Linked DNA regions of Sus scrofa: region 1 is linked to region 2. A link is a contact called in public HiChIP or PLAC-seq data. All regions are on one chromosome and are shown on one strand. Each heading gives the region's core, a stretch centred on a gene start, on an enhancer-like site or on the middle of the called end of the contact. The rest is flanking DNA. Distances are from core to core; before and after follow the strand shown. Region 1 overlaps HIPK2 (homeodomain-interacting protein kinase 2). Region 2 overlaps TBXAS1 (thromboxane A synthase 1).

Region 1 (5,323 bases), core at 2,690-5,189, 340 kb after region 2:
CAAGGAAGCAAACTTGAGCTTTTTTTGGTTTGTTTTTTTCCAGTGCCTTTCCCAAAAGTTGGATATTGGAAGGTTTTCCCTAAATGAGTTGCCCTTGGCTAGAGACCTGGGATTTATGCCCATTTTGTTTGGCAAAACTCTCCCCATTCTAACTCCTGCCGGAACACCAACCAGCCACCTCCCGTCCCTACCGGGACAGGTCCTGACAGACCGACCATGGGTATGTCTCTGCAGTGTTTCCTGCTGGAGAATTGGGTGAAGGATGTCTCCTCGCTCCTGTGCTGCTCATCTGATCTCTGGGCAAAGCCAGAACCGTGTGCCCTTCCCTGGGGAGCAAAGCCAGCCTCGTCCCCCTGGCTCCTCTTCCCCCACTCACACCTGCCGCCCGTGGAGGCAGGACATACTGCATTTCGTGGGCCAGAACCTACTCCCTCGGCCAGGATGGCCCCTGGCTTTAGTTGAAAGCTTGCTTAGGTAGCGTATTAACTTTGTGGGCCCCTCTTTCTCTGTAATTCTCTACCAACAGTGCAGTACAGGGCAGAGGCCTCTGAGGAGGGTACAGGAATATCCCCGTGGCTGCAGGGGAAATTCATCCTCCCACGCATGTTTGGCGTCTTTACTCAGTGGCTTCTTTTCCCACCTCGGGCTTCGGCTCCTGCTCTCTCGATTGGTGGTTCTCCACTCAGTGACACCGACTGCATCTCCTGCTCAAAGAGGGAGCAGGTTTCTGTTTTCAGGCCCTGTCTTGCTTACCCCTATCCATCAGCCATGGAGAATGCCTCCTGGAGTCCCCACTGAGAACCTGACTGATATCCAGGAGGAGGCAAGTTTGATCCCTGGCCTTGTTCAGAGGGTTAAGGATCCAGCGTTGCCACAAGGTGTGATATAGGTCACAGATGCGACTCGAATCCCGAATTGCTGGGGCTGTGGTGTAGGCTGGCAGCTGCACCTCTGATTTGACCCCCAGCCTGGGAACTCCCATGTGCCACCCTAAAAAGAATAAAAATAAATAAGAACACCTCCTGATTTAGCCCCGCGAGCCCCTGGGATCAGCTGATGCTGTGGGGAAGGGAAATTGCCCAAGGGTGGGCCTTGTCACTGGCTGAGCGCTGGTCTCCAGGCTCATGCTGGCCCTGTCCTTCCCGGGGCAGGTGTTTGAGTGCCCTCTGTGGGCCTGTCGAAGCCAAGTGTTAACCAGTGTCCGTTTTACCCTGACAGCGATAGTGTGCACACACGTACTCTTACCTTCTTAATGAGGTAGAGGGGGAGCCTTGAATTAACACACTCAGGTGTGCCAGAGGCCCGTCCTTCTTCCCGGCCTGACATCCCACTTTCACTCCACTGGGGGTGACATATCACCACCCGGAATAAAGTGGAGGGGCTGCCTCTGCGCTTGGTCCCCAGGAATTGAAATTCCCGATTCCCTCCCAGCGCAGAGAAAAGGGGCGTGGTCTCAGGAAGCAAAGGGTAACAGCAGGTGACAGTGTGACTCCGGCTAGGCCTTCTCGGTACCACGAGGCTTCCTGGGGAAGGTCCAAAGGCAGTTTCGGGAGTTCCCTGGTGGCCTAGCAGTCAAGGATCCGGTGTTGTCACTGCCGGGGCGCGGGTACAATCCCTGGCCCAGAACTTTCACATGCTGCAGGCGCAGCCAAAAAATGAAAGAAATAAATAATAAATAACTACACAGTTTCAGTCCTGAGACTAACAGCAAAGCAGAGGAGGCAGTGAACCAGCTAAAGTCATTCCTGCAGCCCCAGGCCTTCGGGCTGAGCCCCTGCGTGCATGCTGGGACTCTGGTCCAGCAGAGCCTATCAGGGGCATGGGGTCCGCACCAGGGCACACACACCCCTGGACAGGCCACCTGTCACCACCACGTGCGAGGAGTGGACTGTGTGTGGGCGGGGCTTCACCCGACGTGTAGGGACACTGGGCCTTGCTCTCTGACAGGTCACGGAGCTATATGTTTTTGCTTTATGCACTTCTGTGTGTGTATGTGTGTTGTTAACCTTCATAATCAATTTTTTTTCAACTTTATAAAAGAACCTGGAGAAGTGCAGGTGTTAAAAGAATCTCTAGATACAGATACACACAAAAACCTGAGAGTCTGTTTCCCTCGCTGACAGGTGCTTCCCCAAACATTTACTGAGTATGTCCTTTGGCAAAAAGTACACACGTAAAAAACCTGATAGTACTATAGTCCCATGGGGTGTTGGAAAGCAAGACCAGACTTTGTCCAGCCACCCTTGGCTGGTAAAACCCCAATAACCAGACTGGAAGGTACAGGGCCACCCAGCTTGGGACAGGCCAAGTGACCCAGTGTGGCAGTGCGTGTCAAGAAGATAAGAAATTACAGGGCAGTGTGCATATCTTTGAAATGACCCACAATGGGTCATTTCAAGTTCCTTCTTCCTGGCAACATTTCTTATTGATATTTACAAGGAACCAGACATCTGGGAACTGGTTTCCTGTTTACGCCAACGTTATTAGAAGCCTTTGGAAATTATAGTCATTGGAGTTCTAGATCCAGCCGTTTCCTCTGGTGTATAAGCCAGAAGGTAAGATTTTGGTGCTGTGCTTTGCAGAGCTGAAGCAGGGTCAACACAGGGGTTGGGGAAAGGGATGGAGAGATACTTACAATTTAGTGCACGCCAGGAAAGTCTTATTCAGAGCCAAGGTGTTCACTGCCAATACAAATCCAACAAACGTCCGCTCTGATTCTAACATTATGCTGCAGATGGTCGGCTGAATCAAGGAAGCTCGCTTCCTTTGGAAAACAGCCCAAGGGGGGCATCAGAATGACATCAACCTCGTGACCAAATTCTGATGGTGTGTGATGAGCTTTCCATGTGGATGTGATGCTTCGTTCTGAAGTCTTGAGCGTTTCTATTGGTAGAGCTGGAGATACTCAGTTACAGCAGAATCACCGGGGAGGGTCGTGCATCCCCATCAGCACACAGCTTCATGGACATCAGTAGGGGCCCTCAGGTGTCGAACTTCTGAAGCTGCGTCTCTTTGTCTTTGTCCTCATCTCCCAGCACCTAAGACAGAGCTGTTCCTTGCATTTCTCATATTCACCAAGGAAGCTGTGTCTTTTTCAAAACCCAATCCTAGGTTGACTTTGATTAGCCAGACCTTGATTGCTCTGTGGTCTCCACTAGGACCCTTCTGAGTCCCCCAGACATGGTGTGAACCCATCTTCTTAGGGATGCTGCCGGTGAAGCCCTCCACCACTCACCCCTCCACCACTCCACCCTCAGGCTGCCTTCTGTGCAGATCCTTTGGGCTTTAAGGTCCAGCTTCTCTCGAGAAGCCTCCCCCTGGCCCTCAGATTTCCGCCCTTTTTAGGGCTCTGTGTTGCTTTGATGTCATCCTTTGCCTCCCGTTCCCGGTCACCAGCGCAGGTAGTGGCTCCGAGCACATGTCAGCATTTCCAAGACTCCTTATTTTTGCGGTGGAAACTTGAGATTTAACAACCTATCTGAAATACAATTTTACATTTTGATCGCTTCTGCCCCAGCCATACCGAGTTACTTTCAATCTACATATATTTGCGGGAACGGGCTTTTTCACTGCAGTCCAATTCGAGTACACCTTATAATATCAGTGATTATTAAATACCATGGACTAACAGAGTGTCTTGCTTCCAAGGAGTTCAAACTGCTTTATAGTTCTGCTGACCATCATTTATCTTCATAAGCTGCTGTAGAGACAAGGCGGGGGAGGGGGCGGCGGGGGGGAAACAAGATTCATAATCAGATTTTATAGATGGTGAAATAAAAACTCGGAGAAATTGAGTAACATCTTTCCAGAAATGCACGGTTCTTCCTGTGTTCTCTGATTAATGTTGCAGATTTATTGCCCAAGTTGGGAGTGGCTGTGAACCTTGCACTTGTTTTATTAGCGTGCTGTGCGCATGATGGCGACATGGACTTGGCCGGGGAGGCTGGGCGAGGAAGAGCTTGTACCACGAAAGGGAACGCAGGGTTAGGGCAGTGCACCCCGCTAGGAGGAAGTGGGGGGTTGCAGGTGGGTGGCTTTCCTTCTAAAATGAAATGAGAGGTACTTAGTTGTTGATGAAATTAATCTTTGTACTTTTTCATATAAGTAAGTGAACCAAAAATGTTTAATGTGTATGCTTTCATAGATTTAAACAGAGTTCTGCTCATGTTTCAGCTTAGGAGGAAGAAAACAGGCCTTAAAAGGGATGCCTTGAAGTTCCCGTTGTGGCTCAGGGTAACGAACCTGACTAGTATCCATGAGGATGCAGGTTCGAGCCCTGGTCTTGCTCAGTGGGTTAAGGATCCAGCATTGCTGTGAGCTGTGGTATAGGTGGCAGGCGTGGCTCAGATCCCTAGTTGCTGTGGCTGTGGTGTAGGCCAGCAGCTGCAGCTCCAATTCGACCCCTAGCCTGGGAACGTCCATATGCCACAGGTGCAGCCCTAAAAAGAAAACAAACAAACAAAAAAGATGCCCTTTATTTACTTGCTGTCACATGGCCTTAGCTATGTTATAGATAAGTGGCTTCATCTCTGCTGATTGCCAGGCCCCCTGCTTCCTGTGACGCTCTGTCTCATCGCATCCTCCCGCCAGCACCAGGAAGTCGGTGTACAGCCACAGCTGGATTCTGCCTGTGAACACGGGGCTCCTGAGTGTTTCCACTTACCTTGGTGGGGGAGTTGTCCACGCTTCTGTTGGGGGTCATTCCCACAGAGGGTCACAGGGTCTGGACGTGGTCTGCGAGTGCCCTGTCAGCCATGTGCACAGCCGGAGGGAGAGCCCGTGCAGGGAAACAGCGAAGCTTCATCCCTGGTGTGTTGAAGATGAGGGCAGTTTATTCTCTTTCTAGAGGAAAATAGAGCTTTCGTGTCTTGCTGTGGGAATGTTGGGCAGGAACAGTCTCTCTCTTTCTTAGGTGCAAATTTTGTCTGACACTTCATATATGTTTAAAGTATTCGATGTCCCAAAATAGCGCTGAGGAGCCTCTGTAAGATGATTCCGTGGGGTGGCGAGTGACGCATGAGTCACCGACGGGACCTGGGCCATTCTGAGCCCGGGAGGAAAGACCATTTCCCAAGCCAGCCGTCCTGCCTATTGTGGAGCAGAACTGAGAATAGAAACGGCTCCTGTACAAGAAACCGGAATGTGATTTTTTTTTTTTTTTAAGCACATAAACTTTGAAACAGAAAGGCCAAGTCGTCTGCCTCTTGTCATAAGAGGTGTTGCCAGCGAGATGGTGCCGGCATCGGGGAAAACTGGCACCTGCTGAGGGTGTGGGGTTGAAACAGAGAGATGCTTTCCTTCTGCAGATGGATGGTGAGCACCT
Region 2 (5,185 bases), core at 1,432-3,931:
TCTGTACATTCTAAGGCTTTTCCGCCGTGCCCCCCTCCTGCTCACCTTTCCTTCCTCCTTTACTGTCCTTTGTACCTTTTCTGGAAGAATAGTATGCTCGCATAAAAACAGAACACAAGCAGAACATAGCGCTCAGTGAATTTTCACAGGTAAGCACACCTGTGAAATTCGCATCCAGCTCAAGACCAGAAATGGTTGCAGTCCTCCACAGAGCCCCCGGGACCCCTTCTGCTCCCAGCCCCCGAAGAGTAACTGTTGTCCGACTTCTAACACAAGAGGTTATTTTGCCTTTTTATTTTTAAAATTTTTTTAATTTTTAATTTTTTTTTTTTTTTGGTCTTTTTACCTTTTCTGGGGCCGCTCCCACGGCATATGGAGGTTGCCGGGCTAGGGGTCTAATTGGAGCTACAGATGCTGGCTTACACCAGAGCCACAGCAATGTGGGATCCCAGCCGCGTGTGCAACCTATACCACAGCTCACGGCAACACCGGATCCTTAACCCACTGAGCAAGGGCAGGGATCGAACCTGCAACCTCATGGTTCCTAGTCGGATTCGTTAACCTCTGAGCCACAATGGGAACTCCTATTTTGCCTTTTTAAAAACTTTATGTAGGAGTTCCCATCGTGGCACAGTGGAAATGAATCCGACTAGGACCCATGAGGATGCAGGTTCGATCCCTGGCCTCGCTCAGTGGGTTAAGGATCTGGTGTTGCCGTGAGCTGTGGTGTGGGTCGAAGATGAGGCTTGGATCTTGAGTTGCTGTGGCTGTGGTGTAGGCCGGTGGCTGCAGCTCCGATGAGACCCCTAGCCTGGAAACCTCCATATGCCGCAGGTGCCGCCCTAAAAAGACCAAAAAAAAAAAAAAAAAAAAAAAAGATTTAAAAACGTCATGTAAAGGGAACCTCCAGTATGTAGGCTTTTGTATCTGCGTCCCCATGTTCCCTCTTGTGTCTCTGAGACCCATCCGTGCGGTGGTGTGAGGGTAGTGTGCCTGCTCCGACGGTTGTGTGACGCTCCACATCTAGTCGTCCTCCCCGCTGTGGGTGGACATTTGCGTTGTCCCCAAGTGGGGACATTATGAATAAATTGGGATGTTCTTGCTTTTAGTGAACGCGAGTCTCACTTCCCTTGGGTGTATACCTAGGAGTGGAGTTGCTGTGTCCTAAGGGGTGTGTACGGTCGTAGAAACTGTGAATAGTTTTACAAACTGGTTGTACGCACTGCCTAAATTTTAACAGTGAACCTGTTGAAAGGCAGCATGTTGACACCCCCGTCCCCTCTATTTACTCCCACTGTGGGTCCCCGCCCCCCGCAATGTGCCCCTTCCAGTGTGCTGAAGTGTCACCACTATCTCTATTTCAGGAAAGGGTTGAGAGAAAAAAATAATGGATTATTTTGGGAGCTGAGTTATTTATTCCTTGTTTTTTTTGCTTTTGCTTTTTAGGGCCCCACCCATGGCATACGGAGGTTCCCAGGCTAGGGGTCGAATTGGAGCTGCAGCTGCTGGCCTAAACCACAGCCACAGCAACGCCAGATCTGAGCCGTGTCTGCGACCTACACCACAGCTCACAGCCACGCTGGATCCTTAACCCACTGAGAGAGGCCAGGGATAGAACCCGCAACCTCATGGTTCCTAGTTGGATTCATTTCCAACATGCCACAACGAGAACTCCATGATTTATTTATTCCTATGGTGTATATGGGAGAAGAGGGGGTAGGAAAATAAGACACATCTAATGACCTAATTTCAAAAAAAGTCTCAATTATCAGACACAAGCCTGCAAAAGCGTACAACAGCTTCCAACATCAACTAGCTTCAAGTTGTTGAATTAGCCACTGCCTGTAATATACAAGGTCCAGTTCTCTCCATCAGCGTGGATCAGTCACCGTTGATTATATGCGATGTTTAAAGAAATCAGCCCCTGAGTAAATGAGAGCTAAATCACCCGCCCGCTTCCTCTGCACTGGAGGAGGGTGCGTGGCATTCATCTGCAGAGAAATTCTTTTTTTGTTGTTCCCTCTCACCTCAGATAGATGTTGAGTACCTGATACGTGCTTAGCAGAGTGCTGGGGGTAGAGAAGAGAAGGAAAGAGGAGAGAAGATACTGTCCCAGACCATACGACTTATTATTTTCTTGGGAAGCCATCGACTTGTTCAAAGACTTGTTATTTGGCAGTAGGGACCTACTGAAGGTTTTTGGCAAGTATAGGTAATGTGGTGAGAACGGTATTTTGTGATTGTGGGTGTGTGGTCGGAGAGCTGGGGGAAGCAGGGCCAGAAAACAGGAGGCTTTTGCAGTAGCCCTGGCAGAAGTGATGAGCCGTGACGACCATGTCAGCGGCCAGAGAGGAAAAGGGGCTTGAATCCGGGGAGCAGCGTAAGCAGCGATTCTCCCTACCGGCTGCTTGCTGCTGCTGCTGGTCCCCGCCTTGAAATAGCCCATTGGAACGGGTCTGGACTGGGCACAGGAATCAGTATGGTTTTAAAAGCTCCCGAGGTAATTCTCGAGTGCAGCCTGGATCTAGAGGCATCTGTGTAAAGGAAGACTTGCTGGGGAGACGAAGGGGTGAAGGGGTGAAGGGGTCGGGGGATGAAGAGAGCAAAGCGACTCCTAGGTTTCATTCCTCGGTGGCTGAAAGGTGGAAAGGACTTGGCCGGGGCTGCCTCCTGCTGGCGGGGCTGGGCTGGGGCCCCAGCGGGAGATGGTGTCCTGTTCAGCCCCCAGAGGTGCCGGAGGCCTCTGGGATGGAGGCAGGAGAGAAGGGCATGCCCCTGACCTTGGAACAGTAAGGACTGACCAGGGGAAGCTGGCAGAGCGGCTGGAAAGGCCAGGGCGTCAGTCACCCGTGGGAGGGAGGTGCGGCCAAAGCCAGCCTCCCAGGGGTTGAGAGACGGAACTAGAGGCAGGGAGGTAGGACTGACACGCTTCTCTGGGGGCACCTGGAAAGAATCCTGGAGAACAGAGCCAACCAAGGAGAGAAATGAGGGCCCTGTCACCTGAGTGGCAGGCACGTGACGAAAGAAAAGGATATGCTACTCTTGTCGTTCCTGAGGGTAGAATCAGGCTGGACAGTGAGTCCCACGGAGGATTTTGACAACATGCAGAAGCCTGGCTGGAGCTTCCCATCAAAGCGGGCAAGCCCGGGCCCACTGGAGATTTTCAAAAGCTGTTATGGAGCATCTGAAAAGGTCACCGTCAGATATTTATGGATCCCCTCATGCAAAGGAGGAGGGTAACCCCTCGGCGCCTTCCGTGTCTGGGATGGTCGGACACATCCCGAGCACGCCCTGGCCCACCCAGGGACAGCCTGTGACATCAGATCCTGGTCACTCTGCCAGGCCCAGGAAACGCCACGTGACGGTGGAGAGCGGTCAGCTTCCTCTGTTTATCCCCCGGCCCAGCCCCCAGCGTCCCCGTCCCGCATCCTGTGTGCATCTTGGTTGATAATTCAGTCTAAAAGCCAGAGCCTGGGTCACTTACTGTTTGGGGAAATGGTAAACAAAGATAAGAGCTTTAAGCACTGGAATTTATTTTTCATCCACTTGGCCTAAAAGCAACTGCATGTTAAATTTAGAAGGCAGCCTCCAGACCCCTCCGGGCCCTCCCGTTTCCTGCCTCCTCTTCACCGCCCATGCTCAGAACACCGGCTCGCTGACCATGGAATCTGAAATGCTTTTGTAAAGCCCAGGAGTCTTTGGAGGCTGCCTGCCTGGATGTTTATAAAATGTATCATCTGAGCGCCTGGGAGAGAGGGGCTGTGTCCTCGGTAGCACCACCCGGCGAAGCCGCCTTGACTCAGATGTCTCCCGGGGCGAGGTGGCCGGTGCTTCTGCCTCCCCACTGTCGCGGGCTGAGATGCTCCCCAGGGAGGGAACCACGTTTCCAGCAGGCCACCTTCCAGTTTATTTACAAAGGTCTCCCCCTCGCCTGGGAGCCCATAATGGAACAGCTCTCTTTTCTCTGTAGGTTAAACCCCTTTTGCCACAGTCCAAGAACCTGTAGAAATCCTTTTGTTGGCCTGGAATTCTGTTGTATTGAATATTGTTGGAAATAAATGAGCCATTGTCTGGGCTGAGAATTTTCTGGCTAGATAGAGATCTCCACTGTGATGCGATTTATTGTAGCAGGATTTTTTTTTCCCCCAGCTCATTTTAAATTCTCTGCTCAGTCCATTTTCACAGCTCAGGATGTAAGTGGGGAGGGCTAGGCCTGAGCTAAAAAAAAAAGAAGAAGAAAAGAAAAGAAAAGAAATCTCCTTTCCCAAGAACCTTGTCCAGAAGCTTAGGTGGCGTCGGGTATATCCGTCGGCCACTTTAGCGGACAGGAAGGTCCCCCACTGCTCTTGGCACGTCCATGACTAGGAGAAAAGTACAGAGACTCTGGGTGTTACTGGAGTTCCACCTTCGCATGGTTCAGATGAAAAGCCACAGCCCAGAGAGCGAAGGTGGCCGGTCCTCACTGTAGCCCACACTGAAATTCTCAGTTGTCACTCTTAAAAAAGTCCATTAAACCAGCTAAGCGTTAAAATAAACCCAACCCTAGGTAAAAGTAAGTTTTGAAGTTATATATATATATACATAAAGTCTAAAGAGCAATTTACCATTTTTTAAAAAATAACTCTTGACATTTTGAAATTCACGACCGGCAGGCAGAATTGTCAACAGGAAGAGATAGGAACACGTCAGATCCAGCTGGAAGACAGTGGGCAAATTGTGAAGCTGTGCTGACATTCAGTTGGCTCATCTGTAAAATGGGCAGAAACCACACCTACAAGGGTTGCACTGAGGAGTCCCCATTAAGTGCCATCCAGGGGGGTTTCTTAGGAAGCTCTGTAATTCGGCTGTGGGACAGGAGCGACTCTGTGAGTGGTAGTTGCGAGCCTGGGGTCATCCCGGGAGAGATGGATACCATTGTGCCAATAAGAATTAAGAATTCAGTGGGGGCCACCTTGGGGGAATCTGACAGTGCGAAGCTCCCACGCCTGTCATCAGAGGAGGGTGGATAAAGCCTAGAAGATGCAGCAGTGGCGACAGCTGAGTTGCAGCTGATCCTCGGAGGCCCCCGACAGCTCAAGTCTTCCCTCTGCCAAGAAGCGGGCTGTGCCTCCCTGACAGCGTGTCTGGTCCTTACAAGGTCCCACTTTGCACAGAGGTTTCTGGAACTCAGGTAGTTTGCTCACGT

Evidence for each region. HiChIP or PLAC-seq counts read pairs in DNA pulled down with a chosen protein or histone mark.
Region 1: an H3K27ac HiChIP or PLAC-seq map of skeletal muscle shows a contact between it and region 2, with 4 times the contacts expected there. The contact joins two enhancer-like sites. A contact is called at or near these places in 4 of 47 Hi-C or Micro-C datasets (embryonic fibroblasts, heart right ventricle and liver) and 1 of 2 datasets of contacts at active chromatin or transcription factors (skeletal muscle).

The regions. Positions count from the first base shown.
Region 1 is chr18:10,070,707-10,076,029 of Sscrofa11.1, forward strand. The region is part of intron 2 of HIPK2 (homeodomain-interacting protein kinase 2); the gene reads left to right. Among named protein-coding and RNA genes, the nearest start is that of CLEC2L, 100 kb to the right of the region's middle. Within about 2 kb of position 3,940, at least 18 of the 83 cell types and tissues checked have an H3K27ac peak or open chromatin away from gene starts, as enhancers often do. A contact at or near this core is called in liver and skeletal muscle, where this site is marked.
Region 2 is chr18:9,735,445-9,740,629 of Sscrofa11.1, forward strand. The region is part of intron 9 of TBXAS1 (thromboxane A synthase 1); the gene reads right to left. All of the region lies in intron 2 of LOC106508202 (a long non-coding RNA gene), which reads left to right. Among named protein-coding and RNA genes, the nearest start is that of PARP12, 64 kb to the left of the region's middle. Within about 2 kb of position 2,682, at least 31 of the 83 cell types and tissues checked have an H3K27ac peak or open chromatin away from gene starts, as enhancers often do. A contact at or near this core is called in liver and skeletal muscle, where this site is marked.